2 separate regions of the Capsicum annuum genome follow, and region 2 is linked to region 1. Evidence: chromatin contacts called from public Hi-C data. All regions are on one chromosome and are shown on one strand. The core of a region is the stretch at or near the end of the contact, and the rest is flanking DNA. Distances in the headings are between cores, read along the strand shown.

Region 1 (3,230 bases), core at 433-2,932:
AATTCTCAAAATAAAAATTGTGATTTATTTCTTTTTCCAACATGCACAAATGACAAGTTACAAGTATTCTCTTGGAATGTTTTGCTTTGGAGAAAGAGTAAAAAAAGTGTGTATTGAGAGTAGAAAACAACGCATGCACTTTTTAAGCATATAAAAATTGTACGTATAATGTATTATGTAACATAAGTGCTTATAAGAAACAAAATAACAAATAATAATATATTCAGTGTATTCATACGTAGTGAGGTTTGAAAAGAATAGAGTGTATGTAGTCTATATCATCAGTGGCGGATCTACATACAATTCAGGGCGTTCATCCGAACCTCCTTCGTCGGAAAATTGTACTATTTTTACATGGTCAAAAATAATTTTATATATATATAGTAGATGTTGAACCCCCTTCGACTAGTCCGTATATTTACTTCTGAACCCCCTCAGTGAAAATTCTAATTCCACCACTGTGTATCATTACGTCAAAGAAGGAGTGGAGGGGTTGTTTTCGATAAACCCTCAATTCAAGATCAAATACAACTAAGAAAAAAACATAGGAGATGGGGTCAAATGAGAAATGACAATTAAAAGTAACATCACAACATATAGTAACTGAACAATATTACCACATAATAATACTACAAACGAGCTACTCGAAAATTAGAGGCGGAACCAGTATTTCAACTAAAGGGGGTCAATATTTGAAGAAAACCTAGCCGAAGGAGGTTTAACACCTACTATAAATACAATAAAATTAATTTTAATCATGTATAAATGATATATCTTTCCATTGAAGTGGGTTCGAATGAACCTCCTTCCAAAGGGTTGGCTCAACCCCCGCCGGGAACAACATATAACAATAAGAATCTAAGGACAAAAAGTACAAGTGTAGTACTATGACGACTACTAATAAGGATAATACTCCAACCTACTAGCACGAACACCCTCTGACCCCCTAACCTTCTACTTTAATTCGCGATCGCCACACCTTTCTATCTAAAATCATATCCTCAGTAAGCTGCAACAGTGTGATATCCTATTTAATCACCTTTCCCCAATATTTATTTGATCTATTTTTACCTCTCCTAAAACCATCCATAACATTTTTTTAATTTATTCAAACACTATAAAAATACTTAAAAAGCTATTTTATCTTTAAATCGCTTAAAATAAACCAATTTGAAGTATTTTGCTTAATTGGGAAATGGTGACAATGAAGAAGACCATTTGTCTAAAATAGACCAATACTATAAGTTATTTTCTTCCTATGTGTATGTGGCGGGGTTTGAATTCGGAGAGTTAAACTTTTTAATATTTACTACGAATTAAATTGATTTGATTTTTACCTAAATAGTGATTATACTAACTATACTAATGTATTTTTCAGAATTTATCGCTAAAATCTTTTCGATCACCAATCACCCTAACTCGTCAAGGCAAATTTGTGACTGAAATCCGTATTTATAGCTAGCATTGTGATGATTTTCGTAACTTGTTGTTAAGAAATCTTAGCGATCCGCTAGGATTTCGCTACGTATCCTTGTGAAAGAGTTATTTTTGCAGATTCTTTTTAATTTAAACGATAATATCTAAAGATCCTATTTATGCAAATCACCCGTCGACTGCCCCCTGCTGTTGGCCCAATAATGGTTTTATTGGGCCAAATAATATTGGTTTTGAGTCCAGTAATCAAATGGGCCAACTTAATGTATAACATTTGTTGGGCCCAAGAATACTATTCTTCTTCTTACACTTAAGCCCAAAAAAAAAAGGCAAACAACATAAATCCCAACAGTTTGAAGCTTAATTACTGAAAAATTTTAATTTTGAATCTGTTGAGATATATAACTAGCTCCCATACATCCAATGAAGATACATTTTTTCCTTTATGACGATATATAATTAGCTCCCAATACATTTTTTCTAATTTTGGGTTTGTCGAGATGCATAATACATTCATTGAAGATACATTTTTTCCTTTGTAAAGATACATAATTTACTTTTGATATATTTTCTTTGATTTTGGGTCTATCAAGATACATTATTAGCTCCCGATACATCTAACGAAGATACATAATTAATTGAGATTTTTGTAATTACTTTATAAGGATGGAAACTTATATAAAAATATGATAAGTTGAGGTGTATATTTATATTTTTTTTCTTTAATTAAGGATAAGCACAAGGTAACTTAAACATTATCCTCATTAAAAAAAATTAATAAAGGTGTTAATATAGTAGTTGTTAAATAAAGAAAAATAAGCAGTTTCTACATTTCTTCTTTTCCTATGGCTAAAAAGGCAAAAAGGATAAAAGGATAGAGCTACATGTCCAAAAAAGTAAAAGGAATAAAACTAAAGGAGAAAGTGATGGCACTTAAACAATATTTAAATTGCAATAATAGGATTAAATAAATAATTAGATTTAAAAAATTGGTGATTTAGGTATATGTTTATTATTAACAAAATGACAAACAAAATTTCCCTATTAAATATATAAAAAAAAAAACATATTCAGTTTAATTTCACGAGTAAAAGTTTAAGAAAATAAAACGTATGCAAACCTTATTCCAATTCTTGCGGGTAGAAAAAATTTTATTTAACACCTTATTTCAAATATCATCTTGTCTAATTGAAATATTTTTAAAAATAAATTAATTTTTTCTTAATTTCGATCTTATTATAACGACTTTCATTTATTCAATTACAAAAGTGATCTCATAAGCTTTCACTTTAGTGTCTCTTTAAATTTACAAGTTATGATAAAATAAAATTGAAAATGGACAACTTGTTATTCAACAATATAACATGACGTATAAATTTTTGTCAACCAAGATATTTGAAGACCTATTCAATTTTTAATAAAATTGATTATAATTTAATTAATAATAACATTTACTTTCTAATTCATAGAAGTAATGAAAATTTAGTAAATTATACTTCATACTTGATATATTTTATTAATGAATTAAGAAGTAATTTAATTTCTTCAATTAGTGGACTGGTCAAGAGCTCAAAAAATCAAAAGCTTATCTCATCAATTTGTTGAAAAATAATGGTTACTTGCTTATAAAAAAATATATAATAATAGGATTATTATATTTTTATATTACATAGTACAAGCACCACATAGTATTAAATTAAATTAAATTAACAACCAACAACCATTGTTTTCAAACACATAATCCACAGAATTTGAAAGTCCATTGCTTGTAGATTTGGATGAGGATTATTTTCGAT
Region 2 (2,867 bases), core at 183-2,682, 55 kb before region 1:
TTTAAAAAATAGTAAAAAGACAATTTTGTGTAAAGCAAAGACTTTTGAAAGGTAAAAAGTTCAAACAACATTTCTAAGATCCTTCATATTTTAATATATTATAGATAAAATAAATTAATGTTAAATTTAATAAGAAATAAGCATCATTCAAAAGATTGATACTATTTAAATGAATGAATGAGCTTGTGTAATATGAATATTGTAATAGTGAATTTTTTTCATGATATAGCTAATATTGTATTTACTCTTTATAACTATAGCTTTTTAAAATTACAATTTAATTAGTATATTAAAAATACTTTTTGACCTTTTTTACTATAATTTTGCATTTTAATGGAAGAAATTTTTTGTCAATTTCTGTATTTATGTGTCTTCACTTTAATTTTATACTGCATAAGCTTTTTGTGTATATTTTTTTTTTTTTTTTTGTATTTTTGCTTGTATTTGTGTATTATAAAGGAGGTGTTTTTTGGCAATTACTATATTTTGTATTTTGCCTTGCTTGTACAATATATTTTTGTTGTTTGTATCCTTCTATACACCTTTGTATTTTTATATTTCCACTTTCGTGTATCAAGCAAAATTAAGTGAATGCGTACAACCTATATATTGTGAATGCATCATTAAGATTGTATGCATAGATACAATTATTAGAGCGAATAAATACAAGTGATACAATTATTAGAACGAATAAATACAAGTGATACAAACTAAGTAGTAACAATTGATACAGTACAATAAAATGAATATAAGTGAAATCAGAAAGGATTGATACAGTCTCATGTATTTTGTTGCTTATATATTTGTACATACCCAAACGATATTTAATGATACAACCTAAATGCGCATATGAATACACCAGATACAATTGTTTGTATATCGAAGTGAACTTATAAATAGTTAGCGATAGTTCTGTAGGAAACTCAAACATCCCTCAATAAATAAAATTTTTTGTATTGATACAACGCGTATATGAAGTGTATATAAAAGGTGCACTAATAAAATCGTATATATAATCGATATTGTATATGAAGTGAATAATCTATTTGTTATATAGTGTATAATATACATTGTTTACTATAATATATGTTTTGATTTATATAGTTATTTCATTGTCAATATGTCACCAGGATTACTATTTACTAGGTGGCTTAGCCGTGCTACGATATATGTAATTTCAACATTTAATTAAAACCTTCATTTATTTAGACTAACCAAACACTTTAAGAAAACACTTTCACTTATACAAAACAAAAAAAACATGAAAAGTTTAGTATATGAAAGTCCGATTTAGGATTTCAAATTGTGATTTTTTTTTTCTAAAAAATAAAATTTAGCCTATGAATTTACTTTTTACAAAAAAGTTGTAATTTTAAATTATATAAAGAAAAACTCATGCTTCTCGTTTTGTCAAATAATAGCTAGTATTATATAATATTGTTGACTTATTGGACTAATAAATCTTTATAAAATTATGGGTGTGTTCAATAATTGATAAAACATTGATTGGCTGTATGAACCACAGATTTCCAGGTTCTCCAAAATCTCCTTTTTCCCATGTATTTGTATTAGGAAACCCATTACATTAGATGCTTTTCTTTTTTTCAGATAACTTTGACAAGTGTTGCATTGTTTACAAATTCTGCAAAGTAGAAGACCTAAAACAGGAATCATAACTAAAGAAAGAGAGATGGAAGTGGATGATAGCAAAGGTATGGTTTGTGTAACTGGTGGAACAGGATATCTAGCGTCATGGCTGATAATGAAGCTTCTTCAACATGGCTACTCAGTAAATGCTACCATAAGGTCCACTCAAGGTTAATGTTTCCCCCCACTGAATTAATCTTTTTATGTATTTTCCATAAAACTTTGAATGAATTTATACATCACAAAACAGATGTTAGCTACCTCACTAACTTGCCCGGTGCATCTCAAAGGCTACGGATATTTAATGCTGATCTAGACAAACCAGAAAGCTTTAGTGAAGCTATTAAAGGATGCGTTGGAGTATTTCACATTGCTCATCCGATGAATTTCGGGGATCAAGAAATTGAAGACAAAAAGATAAGAAGAACAGTTGATGGAACATTGGGCGTTTTACAGGAATGCCTCAATTCAAAAACAGTAAAACGAGTTGTTTACACTTCCAGCAGAACAGCAGTTGTGTTTCATGATAAAGGTTTAGACACAGTGAACGAGAGCTCATGGTCTGACATACATGTCATGAAAACATTAAAACCTATATCCGCAGCTTCGTATGTGATTAGCAAGACTTTAGCGGAAAAGGCTGCTCTTGAATTTGCTGAGAAGCATGGATTAGATCTGATGACTGTTATTCCTAGTTGGATACATGGTCCCTTCTTGAGTACTCATTTCCCGGAGCCATTACGATCAGCCATGGCAATGATTTATGGTATGCCCCTTCTGCTCTTTCTTCAACCCCTACAACTTTCTCATGTCAAATCATCAAGGACGTTACGTTTTTAGTTTCTAATGCTCACCTCTGCAATCCATTTCCTAACTTCCTCAACTATAGCGAGCAAAATGTCGGATAAAGAAGTAATTCATTGATATAAACAGCGTTATTTTACCTAGAGAAAATATTCTTGCAATACATTTTGAGAAGGTATATATATGTTTGTTCGCTTTACATACAACTGCTGGAAGTAAGAGCATTTTTCTTTTTCTACACAGCTTTTGAACACGTCTTTCTTCACTCACATTCTTCTTCATAGATGATTTAGTTGATTTCGTCATGATTCCCCATTTAGGATTTGGTTTCATGTTGTGGCATCTTCATTCTTTCCAAGACATTTCCAGTTTCTAAAAAGCATCACATCTTTTTTCCACTGTTTTATGTGTATTGG

The links. Hi-C and Micro-C count contacts between places; a contact is called where the count stands out from the background.
Region 2: a Hi-C map of pericarp shows a contact between it and region 1, with 2.9 times the contacts expected there. The contact joins the promoter of LOC107853725 here to the enhancer-like site in region 1. A contact is called at or near these places in 4 of 5 Hi-C or Micro-C datasets (bud, leaf, pericarp and 1 more).

Annotation. Positions count from the first base shown.
Region 1 is chr5:215,797,808-215,801,037 of UCD10Xv1.1, reverse strand. No RefSeq gene overlaps it. Among protein-coding and RNA genes, the nearest start is that of LOC107853699, 18 kb to the right of the region's middle. Within about 2 kb of position 1,682, at least 1 of the 5 cell types and tissues checked has an H3K27ac peak or open chromatin away from gene starts, as enhancers often do. A contact at or near this core is called in pericarp, where this site is marked.
Region 2 is chr5:215,853,261-215,856,127 of UCD10Xv1.1, reverse strand. It overlaps LOC107853725 (vestitone reductase), which reads left to right and starts at 1,432. Exons shown (of 6, transcript XM_047412752.1): 1 at 1,432-1,533; 2 at 1,609-1,817; 3 at 1,898-2,413. The coding sequence starts at 1,691.